Linked DNA regions of Pan troglodytes: region 1 is linked to region 2. A link is a contact called in public Hi-C data. All regions are on one chromosome and are shown on one strand. Each heading gives the region's core, a stretch centred on a gene start, on an enhancer-like site or on the middle of the called end of the contact. The rest is flanking DNA. Distances are from core to core; before and after follow the strand shown.

Region 1 (6,192 bases), core at 334-2,833, 87 kb after region 2:
CAAACAAACAAAAAAGCAAACACATTTCAGGCAGTGAATATAGTGATGGGATGATTAACTGATTAACAGAGTCTCTTATTTGCTTCTTCCAAGCATATTTAGTCTGATAATGTGCCTGAGACATGGTGTGACATTTGCTCTGGCAGCAGTGTCCAGGACACAGACAAATCACTCATCAGTCAGGTAGCCAGGCAGACACCATCAATCATTATCTGCATGTTTGAGAAATACAAAATTGTAGCTGAGGTCGGGGAAAAGAACATTTGATGGTGGCTAAAAGGTAAGTATACAAAGATTCCTATTTATCTCCCAAAGAGGTTACTCTAACATGTGCTGTGGAAATAGAGTCATAAATTCTAAATTTTCTCACAGATAGTAGGTTAAGGCTAATATATCTATATAACGTATATGTTATATATTATCTTATTCACAGCTCAGCAGGCAAACCCGCTGTTGAGGATAGGAAGAATATATTAACTGATTAATTATTATTAATGCCATCTTTTATTTAACTAGCAATTGTAATCTATTAAGAGCATTCATTCACACTGTCTGACTTATTCAACCCTCAGAAAAACCCTGTAGGGCTCATAAGTAATATATTATTATCTTCCTTTTATAGACAAAGGAAAAGGAAACTCAGATATTTCCTTTCTTAAGCTAATCTCACCAGTAAGTGGCAAAGCCTGGACTAGAACACGGAATTTCTGACTTCTATTCCATTACCTAGAGCGACTGTGGAAGAGCCGAAGGAAGAAAGGGAAAGTGTGAAACATGAGTTCCGAGCAGAGAGGACCTGAAAACACACTCAGACCAGAATTCTTTCTAGTTTGGGTTAAAGTCCGGAGTGGGTGTGGCTATACGACACACAACCAGAATGATTAGATTGACTTTCTGGCACACCTACTCACTTTGAATTTTCTTGTACAACTGAGCCTTTTGTGTCAATCTCCCATCCTCTCCTGCTTTGTGAAGTTTCTGGGGTGGCCGAGTTGGAACCAACTTCAAACCCTCTTATGTCTCTGATTCACTTTCCAAACCCTCCCTCTCCCACTCCGTGGTCAGCCTTTTGCATCACACCCTGCAAACATTTTTTTCTTTTGCACTCCTTTGGGACTCCTCCCTCTTCTCTCCCTCCATCTCCCAACTCCTCTGCACTGCCTTTCCCCTTTAATCTCTGCTGACCACCTTTTGTGAATGCTCCATCCACTCCTCCCCGCCGTCACGACTGTCCTCTTGCGGGTACCTACCTGTGTGCTCTGCAGCCACACGCACCTCCTGGTTGCCCCTCAGATGTCTTGGTTCTGTCTGTCTGATGTCGCCAGCCTCCACCCGGGGCCTGTGAGCTGTGCATGTCTTCAAGCTCTTTGTTACTTTTCCTCCTTAATTTATAATGCTAGGCAAATAACAACACACAATAAAAGATGATATCAGCTGTGTTTCTCGCCTGCAGCCTCCAGAAGTGTTATCTTAGACCCCATCATTGCAACAAAGAAATCTCTCAGTTGAGTGAGTGAAAACCAGTTACAGGACAGGAGGAGAAAACTTCTGCGCTTCCAAAATTCCGCAGCCCCAGCTGCCCTCCGGCGGCTCCCCCTTGTGGGAGATGTGGGGCATAGCAAGGCAGTGCCCAGTTGGGACGGTGCCTGGGTGGGAGGAGGGCGAGAGAAGAGTGCTCGCACTCAGGGATGTGCCCCAGAGGGCGTGGGGTCCGTTTCCGGCCACGAAGAACTGCCTCTGTGTGAGTTGCAGGATTGAGGTCCTCTGCAATTTCTCAGGGAAATACTTCCGGGAGACGGAGTCTCAGTGCCTGGAGGTCTCTGGGTCCAGGTGAGTGTGGTGTGAGTAATAAGCCTGCATGGCTTAAGCGCTGCATGGGAAGTCCTGTATCACAATCACAATGTATCATAAAGTCGGATGTTCACACAGGGCTGTTCCGAGAGGTAAGGCGTGGTCTCCAGTCTCTGAGTAAAAGACTTGATGGTCCAGTCTCCCGGATTCTCTTGCCACTGTGGACACTTGGCCTTTCGGTCCCTCTAGAGCTCTGGACACATACTGCTCCCCACCTTAGTGAAAACAGACTGTATGTCCAAATAGTATCTTTCTCCAGAGGAACACGGTCTCATTATACTAACCCACCCTGGTAGATATCACTGTCATCCTCCTCCTCCTCCTCCTCCTCCTCATTTTAGTGTCATACAGCTTCTTTTGCTTACGGTTATTATTGTTTTGTTTTTTAATCTTTATTACTGTAGTGTCTATGTTGCTTATGGAGAAACAGCTCATGAAGTAGCTGTGGTTTTTAACAAATGGAGCTTTATTATTTTATTCCAAGTTCAATCTTCACGTATGGTTCAGTACAGAGCTGCCACCAACATCAGAAAGGTAGTGGAGTTTAATAGAGTCCAATGGAAATTGGTCTGAGATTTGTTTTGCTGAAATTAAGGGCTCCCTTGCCAGGACTCCTGGAAGAGTCAATGAGACAATGTGACGTGGCAAAACAAGCTCTAGGCTTCAACAGATCTAGACTTGATACCTATCTCGGCTACTTATTTTATGCTCAATTAACTACTCTCACCTCAGTTTCTTTGTCCATAAAATGGAGTTAACTTAGTTTCACAAGCAAGATCTCACAACTGGTATGATGGCAGAATGAAATAATACGTCACAAACCGCATGCTCACCTACAGTTCAGTGGCAGAGCACGGTTGTCATTCTGGAAAGTTTCTTTGTTTGGATTCCACTAACTGTGCTGATAAATAGAGAACATCCCACCAGGCCTATTGGTTGTTTCCTCCACATTTGACATCATGACCAGTTTTCTCCTGCAGACTCGGCCTGGGTCTCTCTGTCTGTGTCACACGCAGCATACTGTTCTCACAGCGGGGGAGCCAATCAATACTCCTTAATGGTGTGGCTCAATGCCCTGTACTGAGGATGATCAGTGAGTGTCACTCCCACTTTTCTCCAGAGACAGAACATAGTCTAGACATACGGGGCGGGAGATCAGGAACCCTGGGTTCTGATCTTAGCTCCACTTACTAGTGCATTGGAAATGATACTTGAAGTTGCACAATTCTCTGATTCTGCTGCAGCTACTTTATGAGCTCTTTCTCCATAACTAACATTGGTATTACAGGAATAAAGACAAAAGACAGCAATAACTTTAAGCAAAAGAATTTGTGTGCCACTTAAATGATGACGATGATGATGAGGAGGAGGATGACAAAGCAGAAGAAAGTATGTCAATGATGATATTACTATGAACCATAAACTCACTAAATATTTCTCAGACCTATGTTGGGCCTAGGGCTGAATATGAAAGGGTTAAACTGCCCTGAAGATAATTAAGCCCTGTTACAAACTCAAGTTAAAAAAAAAACAAAAAACAAAACAAAACAAAAAAACAGCAATAAGGATTTAGAGAAATCAAGAAAAGCAGCAAAAACATTCCCTTTCACGCAAACAGATCTAAAACTGAGAACCTTCAGTGACAAGCCCGCTGTGAAAGATGGGATCAAAATCCAGAATTACTTCTACAGGAGGAAGTATCAGAGGGTCTGGAGCATACGTGTCCCCATCAGGGACATGGGGTCATGAGTGGAGAAACAGGAAAATGAGTGGTGAGGGAAGGAGAGTCTTGTTCCCCTTTGGATTGGCAGAGCATTCCATTCTGCTCTGCAGCCCACACCAGGAAAAATGCAGGACCCAGACAATAGGACAACAAAGATGAAGCAACCATGTCATGAGGAACTTGAAGAACTGGAAATATTTAGGCAGATAAAGATACAACTCTGTAATTGCTGTCTTTGAATATTTAAAGGACTCTTAATTAGAAAAGGGTGGGATTTGCTCCACCCAGCTTCAGGAAATAGAATGAAACTAATGGAGAGACATGTCAAAGAGAAATATTTTTGATCCACTATAAGAAAAATATTCTGGTAGTTTAGTCCAGATTTGGAAAGGTCACTTTGTGTCTGGAGAAGGCTGTGAGGGCTCTGTCATTGGACATTCTTTGGCCAAATGCAGGGCCAGTCATGGAGACTGCCTGCACTGAGACAACCTTTGGGGATCCTTCTAGCTCTTGGACTATTTGAGTCTATGAACGATCTGGGATCCAAAAGGAGAAACTGGACAAAAGAAGCATGTGACATCCTCACACAGAGCATTTTAACTCCTGCTGAGGGATCTCCTGGTCCAACACATTAGATGATCAGATAAATCCAAAGTGTGCTTGCAACCTTTTCCTCTCTTTCCCTTGAACAGCACTATTTCTTTAACTATCACAGGTAAGTCCAAGAGTTAGGTATCTCCCAGGTGGGGCAAATGGCCTTTAGTATAGTGGAAAACACACAAGAAAAGGCAGAACTCTTACACTGAATGATCAGTTTAAGGAGAATCGCAGGTTTGAAAAGAGATGATGTTTAGAAGCCATCTTATCAAATATCTCCCCCAATGTCTGAATTCCACCCATATCTTCCCTGATCGAGTGGTTGTCTGATCTCTGTTTGAACTCAGCCTCTGAAGTCAATTTGATTGGAGGCCATTCTGATTGGGCTCAAGAATAAGCAAAACACACACATAGAAAATGCAATCAGCAAGACATGGATGCAAGGGAAAAGGCACCTTTGGTATAGTACCAGAATACAAGGCAGAACCTAAAGCTAATTAGAATTTCTTGAAGTCAGAATTACAGTAAATTTTAAAAGCCCTACCTACAGTCTGAGGAGACATACTTGGGACACACAGTACCAGTAAAAATTGTAGGTGACGTTGTTGCCTTTTCTGCAATCTTTTGCGTCTATGTGTGAGCCTTACATGGCAGGCTGGGAAGGTATAAGAATAGGGGCAGGGGTGGTAGAAAGGGTGCAGATTGCTAAAAAGGAAGGAACTACGAGGCTTTGGGCGGAGCTGGTATGTGGTATGCGTTTGGAGTTGCTTTCATGATATTATCCTGGACAGAGTTGCAAAAAAGGGTGCAAAGCTGATGAGGGTGTCAGATAAGAGAAATGGAGCATTCGAGAATTGACTTCTGATTGAGCAGAGGGAACACTGAGCTCAGACAAAGGAGAAAAAAAGAGTTTAGGGATGAAGGAAAAGGGAGAAAAATTTAGAGGTAGGAAGATGTGAAGGGAGAAACTGCATAGGAGGTGTAAGATATCTGGGACATTTCCAAGACCATCACGGGGTCTCAAGGGGTGATGAGAAGCAGGAAAAAGGGTAAATGCTGAGGAGGAAGAAGGAGGCCGGGCACTGAAAGATCTTCTGAGTAGAAAGAAACAGGAAGAAAGCTAGACCCATCATAAGACTTGGTGTCTCCATTTCCCGACTAGGTCACTTCTCAGGAGAGAGAATCAAAGGGCACCGTCCTGGCTGCAAAAGATGGTTAATTCACGAGAAAAATCTGAATCCATCAAGTGTTGACGAGACACCTCCTATATGCTCAAGATACAGGATAGAAGTAGAAATCAAGTTCCACAGTAACCTGAATTACTACTAGTCAGTTAACAATCATTTGCTCAGTAACTACTCTTGGCCAAAGACCACGGTAAGCATCAGGAACCCGACTAGGATGACTAGGCCAACCCTCCCAGGGGTCACAGAGTAACAGGTGAAAGGGAGAAGCACAGCCCAGTGTAAAACTCCTGCAAAGGATTATAGGGTGCTGTGAAGGAAAATAACAGAATATCCAAATAATCATTTCTAGGTTTTATGTTTTTAACAGAAAAGACATGTCAGACACCACAAAGAATCAGGAGCAGTCAGTCTATAGGAAGTGTCGTCCTGGCCTGGGAATGTCAGAAAGAATATTCCTAGTCCCCAGTGCCCAGATAAGGGCAGTGGAGGCTGAACTCAGAAGAGGACCACTGAGCAACTGGCCACACTGGGGACTGTACTCCTCAGGGCGATGAGGAGGATGAGAATGGAAGGAGGAGGCCTCCCATTCTATATCCTTCTCGGGCAGACCCCACTCACCCTGCCAGGTGACAGTTCAGTGGATGTGACTTCCACCCGTGGCTAAGCAAGGAAACAGCCTCTTTGGAACTTCTCCAATGTCGCAGCTCTCCTGTCCCCACTGCTGTTCCACTCAAGCTCGCAGATGAGCCCAGCTCCTCTCCTCCATTCTAAACGCCTCTGTTTCAGGGAAGCGTTTGCATTTTCCTTGGCACAGGTACAGCTTGCTGAATTCTT
Region 2 (6,757 bases), core at 324-2,823:
ATTTCTCTGCTGAAATGTTGTCTTAACTCTTCAATGCAAAAGCAAAAGGAAGTGAAAATGAAAAGAAAGAGCTTTGCTTCTTTAGGGCAATGTTAATTATATTTTTCTTACTTCCTAAACAAAATTTTCTTCAAACAACAGGATATCCATGAAGGATCTCTATATGGTAAAGAAAAGAGAGGATGACATACTTCCCATGGTTTCTAGACAGCAGATTTCTTTACGCTGAAACCTGTGCTTTACCCACAATGCTGGACTCAGAACTACACGAACCTAAGCGTATTCTCTTATGATTTGGCCAGCCATCTTTGAGAACCGCTAAGACAATTTGGCAAACAGTCCTTCCACTGTTTTCCAACACACTAGAATATAAGGAAAGTTTGTTTCTTGCCAGTTTTTTCTACCTCAAAAGATCCCAGCATGATTAAGTTTTTGCCTTTTCTTTCTCTTTCTCTTTTCTTTCTTCTACAGAAAATTCTTTACTTTAACAGCTTCAGGATCACTGATGCAATTTAGGAGTTTCTCCGATGCAATTGAGAAATGCAAAAGGGAGGTTCTACAGGCAGGGTCTTTTCTGCCTGGAGCTTTTAAGATTACTGAGGAAAAATAACTCAGATCCTCACTCTTTCTCTCCTCCCAGCTTCTGAGCTGCCCTGCGGGCTCAGTTCTCACTGTGGGTAGGTATGGGTCAGGGTAGTGGAAAGAAAGCAGAGAAGGGGACACTAGAATAGCTTAAAGTAAAAGCTCTAAAACACCTTTTCCATTTCCTTTTCCTTTTTTCCCCACAGATTTAGTTCTACTCACTCTAATAACAGAGTTCATAAAAAATTACTGCAATTTCTATTTCTTTCAGTTCCACAGGTTTTTTTTTTTTTTTTTTTTTTGTAAAGGGAAAGAAAGGTTAGACTTATTTACAACACAATGACAATCTCTGATTCTTCACTTTAAGCAAATAAAGACGCCTAGTGAAATAAATGGATTGTGTTATTTAAAATTGAAAGCTTATGTGAACCACCACTCAGAAACATGCTTAAAAAATACAGAAAGAAAATGAAAACCCTGTGACTACACAAGATTATTCTGATGCCAAATGCTGAGTGTACAACTAAGTAGAGTAATTGTTAATAATATGACAAGTACCTACTTCCAATGTACAAATGAAATACACTCAAAACTGCAAAGGACAGTGGCACTGTACGCTGCCCTAAGGTTTACCATCACATAGCTTTTTGTTTTTTCATGAATTTGCAAGATTTGTTTTAATTAAATGCCATTTACTTTTAACTAGCCAGTTTATCCTTTTTAAACATTTTATTGTTTCTCTGCACAATTTGAACCAAATTTGGAAAAGTTATGGGTAAAAGTGGGTAGAAAAGACTGTTAAGAATTGGGTCTTATTGAAATCAAGTTTCCTTCTGTGTTGTGCAGCCTGAATAATGGGCGAAATCTGTCCTAATATCTTGCTGCATCTGTCCTAACTCACTCCTTTTACAGGGCCTCAGCAGAGGAATTGCATAACAATGTAACTTGTATCCTGGTTACATAGAAGGTCTCTGAAGCACATGTCCAGGAACATTCCGCTTCATGGCAGAGGAGCCAAGATTGTACCTTGTAAGAGAAAGCACTGTTTCCTTAGGCAACATAGGTTCTTTGTTGGAACCCAAGAGCGCCTCCAGTGGCAGGCATGCTTTTGCCTCTGGATAAATGGAACTGCCAGAGGCTCGCTCTATCCATCCTGTGTAGAGCACACACTCAGATTCTAGGATCTCAAAGAAATGTATTTCCCGGCCCTCTATAGGCAACAAAGTCACCACAATTTGAAGCTATTATGGAACAAAGTCCAAAATTTAACTTCCATTCGCTTTATTCAGCAAGTTTTTATGAGGCAGATCTCATACGGACTATGCTTTGCCTAAGCACGGTGTTAGATGGGAAGAAAAAAGTGGTGGGATCCTTCCTCCTCTTCCTTTCTTCCCAGCTCCTACTATTCATGGAATTTCCCTTGATTTCAAGTGGCTACTCACCAAAATCCTCAACTGAAAACAGCTTCCAAGGGGTCATGTACTTATTCAATTCTCTTCTCTCTTTTCTCCAAACACAACATCATCTGACCAAGGTTTGCATGCATAAGCATTGCTAATTAACGATACGTCTCCACAATGTCCTCCTCTCAGTAAGTTTGACACACAGACCTCAGCGAAGCTGTATGTACTGCCTAAAAGTAGGAAAGATCCCCACGTTGATTTCTGAATTGTAAAAGGCAGGGATACGTTTTGGACTTCTTGTCCCTTACTGTGAACAGACCTAAGAGTACTTACTTTATTTTTTAGAAAGAACCCGGAGCTGCTGATGCCTGAGGGAGTCGTTTCAACAGAGACTAGAATGTCGAGAGAGAAAATTGATCCAGCTCTCTTGTCTGGTGCTTATAAAACATGAAAGTATCACCCTCGCCATGGCAGACCACAGGGAATGATCAGTGTGAATTGTTAAGTCCTCTTCTCAGCGATGCTCGCAAGCAATTTCCCTGGGGAAGCAACAAGTTCCTGACCACAGTGTTGTACACAAATAAATAAACAAAATGCTATTACTTTTTGTTCTTCACATTGGGAAAAGTTCAGAAACATCTTGTTTCAATTGATGGGCTGGAATTACAGAAACATTTTAATTTTGTCTTTCCTTGCTAGTTCTGTGCCTGAGATGTATTGGTAAAATGGAACATGAGTCACATTTCTAATTGGGAAAAGCCTGGTAATCATGGGCAACCCAGATCTGGGTGACTTACAGAGTATTTTTGTGTTGAGAGAGAAAAGACACTAAAAGTAGAAGTTTCTTACTTAGCAGCAGCAGAGAGGCTATAAGATTGAGTCTGGTGTTTCACATGGCCTGTATCATGGTATAATAAGAAGGAATGTGTCTTGCACAAATTAGCCTATAGACCTTTCTAATCAGGACCAATATGTGACATATACAAAGGCAAGATCAGCTGTAAGGAAGGATTCACTCCTTTACCACCAAGCCATGGAGATTGCTTGAGTCATCATGGCCTTGGTCTCTTGATTTCCCTTATGTTATTTGAGTAGAAACTCAGGCACCAATGATGCCCCCAATTAACCATAACCATAATGGTAGCATCCAACACCATTTTTTAAAAAGTCAGGGTTGTAGACAAAAGACTGATGTAGACCAGTGGAGAAGACAAGAGGGAGTTATGCAGCCTACTCTGAGAGCAAAGTCTGGTTTGGATCTTCTCTGCTACTTCTGTACATTTCATGCTAGAGGCAGAACAAGTATCCAGGGAACACTTTGGAACTTTCCTAAATTTACAGAGGGGCCTGTAACATTCAATTAGGGGGAACACAGAATGTTCTACTCTAGCAAAATTTATAGGTAGTATAAGAAATTCCATCAAGTGTCTTGTGGAAAACTGAATGCATAAAAGTAAAACTGAGACCAAGGATGTGGATAATGGGATCATTCAATACAGATTTCAAACCAAAGTCCGCTGCTTAATAACTCTGAACTTGGGCAGAGTACTTAACCTTACTGAACATCAGATTCTTTATTTGTAAAATGGGGACCATAATATCTTCTTTGCTCAATTATTTGGGGGATTAATGAGGAAAGGAATATAAATTATCACACGATCTGGTATATAGTAAGCACTTTGCAATGTTTTTTTCCTCTCTTTATTGATGAATGCTTTCCAGATTTCTATTTGGCCTCTTCTCTTTGAGTTTATAGAATACTAATTTTCTGTACTTTGTGGCAAATCTATTCAATTTAACAGTTTTTAAAATTTATTATAATGTGAGACATGGAATATGAAGAATAAATAATGCATACCATTTTTATAAAAGAGACTCATAATCTACTGAGAAAGCTAGAAACATGCTGGGTCACTATACATTAGACAAGGTTAAGTAGAATAATTTGGTTATTTAAACATTTGGGAGAAGGGGTAATCTAATTATATGCCAGGCACCATACAAGGTGGCAAAGACCCAAAGATGTATAATTATTGAACTCCAGGGCCCTTAATTTTTTTTCTTTTTCTTTTTTTCTTCTTCTGTTTTTTTTTGTTTTGTTTTGTTTTGTTTTTTATACAAGAGTCTTGCTCTTGTTACCCAGGCTGGAGGGCAGTGGCGCAATCTCAGCTCACCGCAACCTCTGCTTCCCAGGTTCAAGTGATTCTCCTGCCTCAGCCTCCTGAGTAGCTGGGATTACAGGCACCCGCCACCATGCCCAGCTAATTTGTGTATTTTTAGTAGAGACAAGGTTTTACCATGTTGGCCAGGCTGGTCTTGAACTCCTGATCTCAAGTGATCCACCTGCCACGGCCTCCCAAAGTGCAAGGATTACAGGTGTGAGCCACCACGCCCGGCCTAGGCCCTTAATTTAGTACAGGAAGAGACATGTGAACAAACTTCAACAGAAGATGGAGAGAACAAATGATACTGAGTAAAGAAGTAACTCGAAGGACAAGAAATCACTTTTGTTGGTAGTGTCAGGGAAGGTTTCACAGAGGAGAAAATATCTAGGCTAGATATACAAAAATAACTAGGTTAGTAACTTAGATAAAATGGACAAATTCATTGAAAAATACAACCTACTAAAACTGACACAGATATAACGGAAAACCTAAATAGCACTATATTTATTAGGGTAATTCAATTCTTTATCTAGACCTTTCCACACAGAAAATTTTAGCTTCAAATGGTATCACTGGAGATTTGAATCAAAATATTCAAGTACAAAATGACACTAGTCTTATAAAATTCTTCAAAAAATAGAGGAACAGGCAATTCTTGACAACTTATTTTTTTTTTTTATCAAATCAGGCAAAAAAGTTACATAACAATTATAAACCAATATTCTGCATGAGCATAGAGGCAAAAATCCTTAACAAGATTTTAATCAAATCTAACAACATACAAAAAATACATCCTGGCCGGGCGCAGTGGCTCACGCCTGTAATCCCAGCACTTTGGGAGGCCAGGGTGGGCAGATCACAAGCTCAGGAGTTCGAGACCAGCCTGGCCAACATGGTGAAACCCCATCTCTACTAAAAATACAAAAATTAGCCGGGATGGTGGCGCATGCCTGTAGTCCCAGCTACTCGGGAGGCTGAGGCAGTAGAATTGCTTGAACCCAGGAAGCAGAGGTTGCAGTGAGCTGAGATCACACCACTGCACTCCAGCCTGGGCGACAGATCAAGACTCTGTCTCAATAAAAAAGAAAAAAGAAATACAGCCTGACCAACTAGGGTTTATTCCAGGAATGTAATTTTGGTTTGATACTCAAAAATCAATCAACATACTTGATATTATCAATAAAATAAATGAGAAAACGTATATCATTATTTCAATACATGAAGAAAAACTTTGATAAAATTCAACGTCTATTGATGATTTACAAATAAAAAACCCACCTCTCAGCGTATCAGGAACAGAGAGGAATTTTCTCAATCTGATAAAGAACATTCTACAAAAAAATATATTGTTATCTTCATACTCAATGGTGAACTATAATATAATTTTCCCCTAAGATTGAGAACCAAGCAAAGACACCTGCTCTTACCACTTCTATTCAGCATTGCTCTAGCTATCTTAGTCATTGTAACGAAGCAAAAAAAAAAAAAAAAAAAAAGAGAGAAAAGCATAAATAGAAAAAGAAGTAAAACTGCCTCTATTTGTAAGCAGCATAATTGTTCATGTAACCAGAACATCTTAAGGGAATCTACATAACAATGACTAGAGCTAATAACTGCATTTAGTAAAATACCAAAATACAGGATTAATACACACAAGTCAATTATATTTTTAAATACTAACAGCAAATAAAGGGAAATAAAATTAAAAAATCCACTTATCATTATAAAACATAAAACACTCAGAAATAAATTTTCAAAAATATTAATGTAGTGAGTTGCATTGGTTCCCCCAAAAGATATGTCTACCTGGAACTTAGAATGTGATCTTTTTTTGGGAATAAAATGTTTTTGCGCATGTAATTAAGGTAAAGGTCTTATCTTGAATAAGGATGGGCCCTAAATCTAATGACACTGTTCCTATAGGAGACAGAAAAGGAGACACTGAAATGCAGAAGAAGAAGATCATGTGAACATGTGAAGCGAGAGGCAAAGATTGTAGTGATGTGCCTACAAGCTGAGGAATGTCAAGGATTGCTGACAACACCAGAAGTTAGGGGAGAGGCATGGAATAGATTCTCCCTCAGAGCTTCCAGAAAGAATCAGCCCAGCCCACACTTTGATTTTGGACTTTTGGCTTCTTAAACTAAGGAATAAATTTCTGTTGTTTTTAAACAACCCATATTGTAGTAATTTGTTACAATAGCCCTAAGGAACTAATAAAATGTATGAGACCTTTGCAGTGAAAATGTCAAACTATTGCTGGGGGAAGTTTTAAAAGGTCTGAAGAAATGCAGAGATATACCAGGCTCATAGACTGAAAGACTCCAGTATTATTAAGATGTTAATTCTTCTCAAATTGGGCCATAAATTCAAAGCAATCCCAATCAAAATTTCAGCATATATTTTTGCTGTTGTTGAAGAAATGGACAAGCTAATTCTAAAATTTGCATGGAAACACAGTTTCCAGAATTTTCAAAGTAATTCAAAAAGAATGGAGGATTTATACTACTTTATTGCAAGATTCACTATATAGGCACAATAACAAAGACAGTGTGGTGTTAAAGAGAGAATAGACAAGCAGATCAATGGAACAGAAAAGAGTCAAAA

Evidence for each region. A called contact is a pair of places that touch in the nucleus more often than the background predicts.
Region 1: a Hi-C map of stem cell-derived neural progenitor cells shows a contact between it and region 2, with 4 times the contacts expected there. The contact joins two enhancer-like sites. A contact is called at or near these places in 4 of 7 Hi-C or Micro-C datasets (blood, induced pluripotent stem cells and stem cell-derived neural progenitor cells), 1 of 1 datasets of contacts at active chromatin or transcription factors (stem cell-derived excitatory neurons) and 1 of 1 other capture datasets (stem cell-derived neural stem cells).

What each region holds. Positions count from the first base shown.
Region 1 is chr9:124,143,713-124,149,904 of NHGRI_mPanTro3-v2.0_pri, forward strand. No RefSeq gene overlaps it. Among named protein-coding and RNA genes, the nearest start is that of MIR100, 52 kb to the left of the region's middle. Within about 2 kb of position 1,584, at least 6 of the 24 cell types and tissues checked have an H3K27ac peak or open chromatin away from gene starts, as enhancers often do. A contact at or near this core is called in stem cell-derived neural progenitor cells, where this site is marked.
Region 2 is chr9:124,056,483-124,063,239 of NHGRI_mPanTro3-v2.0_pri, forward strand. No RefSeq gene overlaps it. Among named protein-coding and RNA genes, the nearest start is that of MIR125B-1, 18 kb to the left of the region's middle. Within about 2 kb of position 1,574, at least 3 of the 24 cell types and tissues checked have an H3K27ac peak or open chromatin away from gene starts, as enhancers often do. A contact at or near this core is called in stem cell-derived neural progenitor cells, where this site is marked.